Regions from separate parts of the Mus musculus genome. Here region 1 is linked to region 2. Evidence: chromatin contacts called from public Hi-C data. All regions are on one chromosome and are shown on one strand. The core of a region is the stretch at or near the end of the contact, and the rest is flanking DNA. Distances in the headings are between cores, read along the strand shown.

What was found. A called contact is a pair of places that touch in the nucleus more often than the background predicts.
Region 1: a Hi-C map of muscle stem cells shows a contact between it and region 2, with 4 times the contacts expected there. The contact joins two enhancer-like sites. A contact is called at or near these places in 5 of 39 promoter capture datasets (embryonic stem cells, liver, pre-B cells and 1 more), 1 of 484 Hi-C or Micro-C datasets (muscle stem cells) and 1 of 9 other capture datasets (adipose tissue).

The regions. Positions count from the first base shown.
Region 1 is chr8:23,025,398-23,029,659 of GRCm38.p6, forward strand. The region is part of intron 1 of Ank1 (ankyrin 1, erythroid); the gene reads left to right. Among named protein-coding and RNA genes, the nearest start is that of Gm51563, 9.5 kb to the right of the region's middle. Within about 2 kb of position 2,959, at least 125 of the 459 cell types and tissues checked have an H3K27ac peak or open chromatin away from gene starts, as enhancers often do. A contact at or near this core is called in muscle stem cells, where this site is marked.
Region 2 is chr8:22,764,493-22,768,880 of GRCm38.p6, forward strand. Plat (plasminogen activator, tissue) reads left to right here. Exons shown (of 14, transcript NM_008872.3): 2 at 2,588-2,675; 3 at 3,954-3,996. The coding sequence starts at 2,613. Among named protein-coding and RNA genes, the nearest start is that of Plat, 9.0 kb to the left of the region's middle. Within about 2 kb of position 1,384, at least 92 of the 459 cell types and tissues checked have an H3K27ac peak or open chromatin away from gene starts, as enhancers often do. A contact at or near this core is called in muscle stem cells, where this site is marked.

The sequences.
Region 1 (4,262 bases), core at 1,709-4,208, 260 kb after region 2:
TCCCCATACAGTCTGGAATAAACATCCAAAAACATAAGCTTGTAAGGAACGAGGCAGATTCCTTACGGTGATAAAGACATTTCTCTTTTTGTGTCCCTGTCTTGGAAGATATAAGCTTGTTTTTTTTTTAAATGGCTTGAGCAGTTATTTTTCAAGCTCACACCCAGTAACACATGTTTCTCTTTTATTCAATCCCCAAGTCTTGATAAATGCACAGAGTCACGTACTTCATCTCAGTCGAGACAGAACAGGTCTTCTGCCTCACAAAGCCTCTCTCATGGGCGTCCCATTCCCACCCACTGGCCCCTAGGTCTGTTTTCCACACCCAGAATCTTGCCTCCTCCAGACTGTCTTACACATGAGCCCATGCAATTCGCAACCTCGACATCTCCATGTGTCCAGAGCTGGTGGCTGAGTAGTGACTGCCTTCTGGGTGGGTTACAGTAGGTGGATGATTCTCCACCAAGAACATTGGGTTGATTTTCTAGAACAACCACTCAGGTTTTCACTTTAGGCAGATACTCTAGAATGAGAACCCCAGGTCTACCCTGGTTATCCTTTAGCATAGTCAGAACTTCTCTGGGCTTGCCTTGTGTCAGGAGCAAGTAGATACACAGCCTGCCCTCGCTCTTCAGGTGTGTGCACTATCATCATAACTGGCTTCTGGTTTTACTGTTGGGAGAAGGGAGATGCAGACAGGTTCAGAGTCTTAAGGAATTCAGTCAAGATCAAGCCAGAGTCTGGACCCTGCATCTTCGGTCGGTTGTTGCCTAGTTCCCTCATTTGTCTCTGCTGTGTTTTTGAGAGAGCATCTTGCCATGTTGCCTAAGCTGGACTTGAGATCCTGTTTCACCCCTCCCCTAAGTGCACCCCCACTCCTAACCTGTTCTTTCATGGAAAGAATGTATTCTCATGGAGACCCTCTTGGGACAGTTACCACCGAAGCATCTCACTTTCGAGTGAGGAATGTAACCCAAAGAGCAAGTTTAGGTGGCAGAGACCACGTAGCCGTTGGGCATGCTGATGGACTACATCCATCTCTGAAGGTGATGACATGGCTGTGATACATTCTACCTCTAGCACCCTGGTAAGAAAGCACCATCTACAAAAATCATTCTTCTGTGATTGATCTAAAGAGTTCTTCTGGGTTCTTGGTAGCAGGCCTGGCCTGGAACTGATATTCTGGCGCTCTGGGTGCTGGATTCTGCCTGTTCTTCTTTGGCTCTGACCCCTTTCCCTTCGTGCTATCATTTCATACTTGGGGCCTGTCCCTCAAGGTCCCTTTACCTGCTACAGCCTCCCAATCAAGATGGAGTGGGCTCCTAGGACTCTGGGCTCTAGCTCAGCTCCAGCCTCTGAAGATTGCAGCTGAGAATTAATTGCTATTCATTTTTATGTAGGTCACGTTTTCTTTAGAGGAAGTTGATGGGATTTCATTATCTGTGGAAAGCAGCCATACCAGAAAGAAGAATACTTTTGATTGATAATTTAGCTCAAGAATAGTGTCCCACTTTAACAAGTCTCTTGGGGAGCAGATGACCCCAGAGGGAACTATATGTATATCTAGTAGTCTGTGTATTTGGCAAAACTTTGTGTGTCCTAAAGAGAAGCAGGGCTGGGCCTGTCAGGACTTATAGATTTGATCTAGAAACTTGGGGCAGTATATAGTGGCCATCCCATCCTGACTAATAGCTTACCAAAGGAACATAGAGAACCCGGATGTTCCCCAGAGAGGCAGACCAGCTGAAAGTGCCTTAATTATATTCTTGTTAGCCCCAAACTAGATTGAACAAACAATTGTTTGTATTCACTGTAGGCAGGAGCAACATTCTGGACATTCCTGATGATGTTATCTGAGGAATACCTATACTCTGCTAGGAGACCTTCATTTATGAAATACGAACTTTTCTAAGGTTGGGCTGTGGCTCTGTGGATGAGATCTTTTCTAGAATTCAAAATGCCCAGATTAAACCCTAGCACTGCAAAAATCAGAAACAAAACCAGGAAGCACTCTGCCAACACAGAGTTCTTTAAAAAAAAAAAGAGAGAAAAAAACAGTAAGGAGAGAGTAGCCTCTTAAATCACAAGATTTCATAGTAAATTTATGCAGAGAATCAAAGAAAATCTGAGCATCACAAGAGTGCTGTACTCCAGAAAACTGTGACTGTCACATCGTAGGAGATTTGGACAGTAGAAAGCAAGCCTGCTGCTGGGGACTGGGACTCAGGAGGCAGAGCTTCTGGGGACAGACCCAACTTCACTCTCTGCTTGTGTTCCCTGGATCTGCCAGCAGCTGCCCCACTCCACCCCCACCCCCAGGCACCCTCAGTTTCACATCTGTGAAATGGGGGCAGTAACATCCCTTCTCTGTGCTGCAAGGACCAAGTGGCACCTCTAGCTCCCAGGAGCACAGGCGCGGTGCCAAGTGCTGCGGGGACCCTAGCTTTTGGTTTTGTTCCAACAGCCTGAGCCTCAAGAAGAAACATTAAATCGTTTTTTCTAGGAAATGCCAAAATTGAGGTTTTCCTTTGAAGCTTTGAGGAGGAAGCTTCTAAAAACCAACCATGTGTCCTTACAGGGCCCTGGTGTGTAAATAGCAGGGGGAAATGCCAGACAGCAGAGGGCTGTAAAATAAACAAGGCGTATTCCAGTGAGACTGGGGGAAGTCAGTGGCCCAGAAGGCACCAGGGGGCGCTCTGGAGCTGCAGGGAGGGGTTCTACACGATAAGGTCCAGCCTGCAGGGTCCTTCCCTCTGCCCGCATACTCATGCACAATCTGAAGATGCGTCCCCCGGTGTCCCTTTGGATCTTCCACGGAGAGGGTCTTCTTGGTTTCCTTGTCTAAGATGCAGTAGATGAGGCACTGTGGGAAATGGGACCTGCTTTGAGCTGTTCCCAGGCTTGCCCTCGCACTGGGAACTAGACTCCTCCAACTGACAGTCCCTGGTGAGGGAGAGCATTTCAGTACCGCTTATCCCTATAGCATCTCATCAGAAGAGCCACAGAGTGATCAAGTTCACTCTGAGGCCAGAAGAGCAGATGCACTCCCTCTGGTGGTGACCGTGCTTCTCCGGCAGAAAGGCTTTCTGGAGGATATGTCTGTTTCCCTGGTGGTTGGATGCCCCTGGGCTGCTGTTGAAGCCGAAGGATCTGGCAAGAGATAGAGGCTGGTGCCATAGAAGGAACCTGCAGTTTTCTCCACTCGCTGGCATACAGAGCGGGTGCTGGTGCTGACAGGATTTTCACAGCTGGTGGGAAGCCACAGTGCAAGAACAAATGAGGGAAAGCAGCTCGGAGAGGGAGAATGGTGTGTTAGAATCAACACAGCTGAGTAAGTGTGAGGTCTGGGTGAGAAAGGGCTGTCGGGAGTGGGCGGGGCCAAGAAGGGGTAGTAAGGGTATGGCAAATCGAAAGATAAGCCCCAAGGCCCTGTTTCCTCTCCCCTCGGGCACACTTTAACTGTAAGATAGAACTGGTAAATAACTCAGAAATGATCTTAGCACATCATTAATATAGACAAGTTGCACAAAAGCTGTGTGTGTGTGTGTGTGTGTGTGACCTTGTGTTTGAGAATAGTAATGGACATTATAAAATGGAGTCTGGAAAAATCATTTTTGCCATTTTAGTGATAGAAAATTAAATGTGTTAATTTATAATCCCACCTAGCCTAATTTTTCTTTTAAAGGCTGCTGTATTTATTTTAAAGCCTTGAACATAGAATACAAAGGAGGGTTCAAATCTCATTATTGCTTCTTTGATGCCTGAATCATTCATATCCTAGGATGACCCACTGTCAGTAAGCCCCAGGAAGGCCCAGGATACTTCCGGCCCTGCATCAGTGCATCTCAAAGATCTCGCATGCACCACCAAGGGATGGTAGAACAGAATTAGGAAGTTACAGGCAGAGAGCCTCCAGCCTTTCTAAGGCATCGACTCGAATCCTCTCCTGAGCCTGGGGTGCTCTTACTGATGCATAGAAAGAACAAGAAAGAAGGGGGAAGAGTCCAAGCCCTTAGGGAGCGCTCCGAAAACCTTCACATGTTTACTGAGCACGTGCTACGTGTGAGACATAGTTGTTGGTCTTGAGGACTGACACTGTGGCCAGGAACAAGACAGTGGTCAGAATTATTAGAAAGACAAGAGCGTCGATCAAGCAGTGAATTACGCAATCCATGTAGCAAAGACTGAACCTATTGACAGGAAGAAAATTAATATAGACGAGGCTGTAGGTTTTGTCAGGTAGATGAGAAAGGAACACACCT
Region 2 (4,388 bases), core at 134-2,633:
TCCTGTAATCCCAATCCCAGTGTGATGGTTTGGATGCTTGGAGGTGGACTTTGAGGTTTAAAAATCCCACACTATTCCCAGTAAGCTCTCAGCTACTTCTCTAGAGCTAGGCCTGCTTAATGCTGTGCCCTCTAACATGCCAGCCACGGACTGACTCAGTCTCTGAAACTGTAAGCAATCCCATAGTTAAATGCTTTCTTTTATTAAGTTGCCTCGGACTTGGCACAGTGTCTCTTCACAGCAATAGAAAAGCAACCAAGAAACCCAGCATTCCAGGGGCTGAAACAGGGTGGACTAATTTCCCTGTCATCAAGACCACACTGGCTACATAGCAAGATCCTATCTTGGAGGGACACAAAAACAACCCCAGTAACTTAGGAGGTGTCTAGAACAAAGACTCAGAAAATGCCCCTGAATGGGCTGATTGGTTTGAAAAAGAGGGGGTGTGTCTCTGAATCACACCTGCAATAGTGTTTGGTTTCTTCTCATCCCACGGTTACCAGGTAACAAAGGCAAGAAAACCAGGGAGAGTTACCTCTACATCTAAACTCAGTCCTACTGACATAGAATTAAGGGTGAATTTAAGTGGAAGGTTGAGGAACCTGGGAAAGGGAAAAGTTAAAGAAAGCTGAGAAAGGAGGAGTCTGGCCGGCCTCCATTGTTACTTGTGTCCTTCTGGGATTGCCAAAAGGCAGGCAGGTGCTAGCCCAGAGGGCCCTCCAGTGAGGAAAGGCTTCCAGAACCCCCGAGTCCACCACGATAAGGCAGATCAAAACAAGCAAAGATCCTGGAAGCTCTTCTGCTCCTGCAATGGGGGATAGTCATGGAGGGTGGGTCCAGCAGGGCAGGACTCCTTGTGAGCCCATGACCTGGGTTTTCTCACAGGACAACTTTGTTCCTTTCCCCGTACCCAGCACCCCTACTCTCTCCCCCACAGCCTTGTGTTCCCTCCCTTGGGGCTCTGTACTCCTCCTTCCTCTGAGGTTCTTTGTTCCCACTACAGTGGCTCTCTTTCCTCCCCTGCCTGCCACCATCACCCCACTGTGCACTTTCTTATTGGACCACTTTAGCTCTGTGCCTTGTGCCTGACATCACTACCATCTCCCTGTAGCTCTGTCCACTGTCCCAGCAGCCCCAGATGAACCCAGAAGTTAGTGGTCTCCCAGCTCAGTTCCTCCTCACAACACCTCCCCCTTTCTGTTTTCATCTTGAAGCTGAAGGGATCTTGGGCCACATGAAGAGGCGAGATGGCATCCTCAAAACTCAGAGAAGCCAGAGCCTGCTGGCTCCAGGCAAGATGGATCCTGCTGACTTCTGAGCCAGTGGGCACAGGGGCCCTGAGTGGCTAGTGGTGGGAATCAAGAGTTGTTGTGACTGAAGGGGAAATGAGTCAGAGAAAGGAAAGTCCTGCTTTGATGTTGTGGACAACGGGGGAGTGAGAGGGCTTGCCAGACCACAAAAGATCCAGGCCAACTAACCTACTTTCAGACCGAAAACCGAAATCACTGGGAAGGCAAGTGGAAATTGGATTGGGGATCAAGGGAAATGTGAGTTCAGTAACCAGACAATGTTTGCAGATCTGCTCATCACCAGATCTGTGAGTCTACATAAAAGGAGACGGATATTCCAGAGGGAACGGGGGGGGGGGGGCAACGTGGAGGGAGCCTTCCCTTTGGTGGAAGAGGGAGGCCCTGCCCCAGATGCAGCATTAGCCATTGCAGTCACCAAGGCTGGGGACACATGAGGCAGCTTGACCAGGCACCATGACTTGCCAGGAATAGAATTCCTGCAGCTGCTTCTGAGAGAGTCAGACAGGACAGTGATGTGACTCCTAGCTCAGCCCTGGACAGGAATTTCTTCTCAGGAAGCCAGGTCCAGGTGAAGCACCAGAGATGGCTCCTACCCTGCAGCCTACAGGAATCTCTGGGAAGAGCTACTTGTAGCAATCACTATCTATCAGCAGATTACGAGGCAAGCAAAATGGGGTCTCAGCAGACAATGGGCTATTGTTCAGGCTCAAAAAAAGGGCAAGAACTCTACAGTGTGGCTGACCCTTCAGGATATCACTCTAAGAGGTCTACACCTACAAAGATGTAAAAAGGATGGACACTATATGATTCCACATCTATAACACATACAGATAGTCAAAGTTACAGACGAAGCAAGGGTGGTGGCAGCCAAGGGTCAGGAGAACAAAGAGCCATTCTTCAATGGCTAAGGGATTTGAATTCACTGTGATGACTCTCTGGAGACGGATGTGATGGTGGGTTGAGTTCATAGCGGTTTGTATATGTTGAATACCACTAAGCTGAATATTGAATACTTAGGTGGTAAATGTAATGCTGTTGTATACTTTTCACACACATGCATGTACACACATACACACACACAAAATCTCTCCTCCCACCCCTCCACCCCCCATTTAGACAGACAGGCACAGATGTGTGTGAAATCTTCCAGACAATGTCTGCAAGAGTCATTGCTGGATGGGTCACCTGAAATGAAGCGACAGACCTGGATGTCCTTTGATCCTTTGCCCGCCCACATCACGTGCTTCATTGCTTTTATTTGTCTTCCAAAACTTAAGGGACACAGAAGAAACGGGGAGCAAAATGAAGAGAGAGCTGCTGTGTGTACTGCTGCTTTGTGGACTGGCTTTCCCATTGCCTGACCAGGTGGGTCTACCTCCCTGCCTCACCACATTGGGTCTCCAAACTTACAGATAACGGTGGTGTAACCAGGAGTCTCCATGCGCCCAAGCACCTCAGGGTGTAGGACACGTTCCCAGGAGTGATCAGACACATAGCGCGCACTCCCCTGTGGGTAGGATACTAAGGATTTGAGTTCTAGAAGTAGAATCTGGCCACGCCTCTGGCTTAAAGCCATTCTTAACTTGTGCCCCTCCCTGCTTTGGAGCCATTATGTGAAAAAGTGTCTTTGCACGAGTACGGTAGTGCACGCACATGTGCATTCCCACCAACCAGGAGGCTGAGGCAGGAAGGTCACAAGTTTGAGACCTTGTTGACATAGACTTCAAAGACTCCATGGCTAGGGTTGAAACTCAGTGAAAAAAGAACCTGCACAGGGCCTAGGGTGTGATCCCCAGAATGGGTGGGGGGCGGGGTGGGGGGAGGAAATGCATTTGAATTCACCCATAGGGTACTAAGAAAAGACAGGCATTCTGAGCCACGGAAGCAGGTTAGCTGATGGGGACAGAGGCTGTACTCACTTGCCAAAACCTCACCTCAACACAGAGCACGATATACGATATACATATGGCCAAGCTTACCTGAGCTGTGGGAAGTGCATCTAGAACTCGGTTAGGGGTTAGCGGTTAGGGTTTAGGGTTGGGGTTGGGGTTAGGGTTAGGAATAGGGTTAGGAATAGGGTTAGGGATAGGGTTAGGGGTTAAGGTTGGGGTTGAGGTTAAGAACCAGTTTAGGGATAGTTAGGGGTTAGGGTTAAGGGATAGGGTTAGGGGTTAGGGTTGGGGATAGAGTTAGGGGTTAGGGATAGGGTTAGAGTTAGGGTACACAGTGCTCAGGCACAGGATTGATAGAGAAGGGAGGATCCCAATGTCTTCATGAAAGACACAAGGACCTGTGGCTTTATTTAAATCCACTAGCCATGTGCCGATAACTTAAAATTTAAAATGAACTAAATCAAATCGGAATTCCAGTTTATCAGTCGCCCTGGCTACATTTTAAGCAGTCTGTGGCCATGTGACATTAGTGTCTGCCACACTGGATGACATGAATAAGAAGCATTTCTGTTGTGCAAGAAGTTCTTCATGGCCCCGGGGATGGGTGTTAGGCACGTAGGAAGAGCAGGTAATTTGACAAAAAGGTAAGAAAGGGTATTCTATGTCTCCTTAGGTAGCAGCTGGTTGGAAGACTCTGGTTGGTCTTTCCCCAGCTCTTGCTGACCATTCCTCCATTCTGGTCTCTTTGCAGGGAATACATGGGAGGTTCAGAAGAGGAGCCCGGTCCTACAGAGGTGAGTGGTGAAGGGAGGCAGACCCAGGCCTCATAATACTTTGACTGTCGGGAGGTCTGTCTTCGGTCTGGCACCCACTTGCAGCATTGTTGAGAGATCTTCCAGTGCTTTTGTGAAAAATGCCTGCTTAATCACTATTTGTCAGTCAGATATGGTCTTCCAGGGGCAGCTCATCAGGCTGTCAGGAGATAATAAAGCTGGTGACTTATAGCTGGGTGGGGGTGATACGTGTCTATAACCCCAACACTTGGGAGGCTGAGGCAGGAGGATCATGAATTCAAGGCCAGTCTGGGGGCTCAGCAAGACACTGTCTCAATACAGCTCAAAGTATTTGAGAGAGAGATGAGAAAATAGCCCTGGACTGGAGAGATGGCTCAGAGGTTAAGAGCACT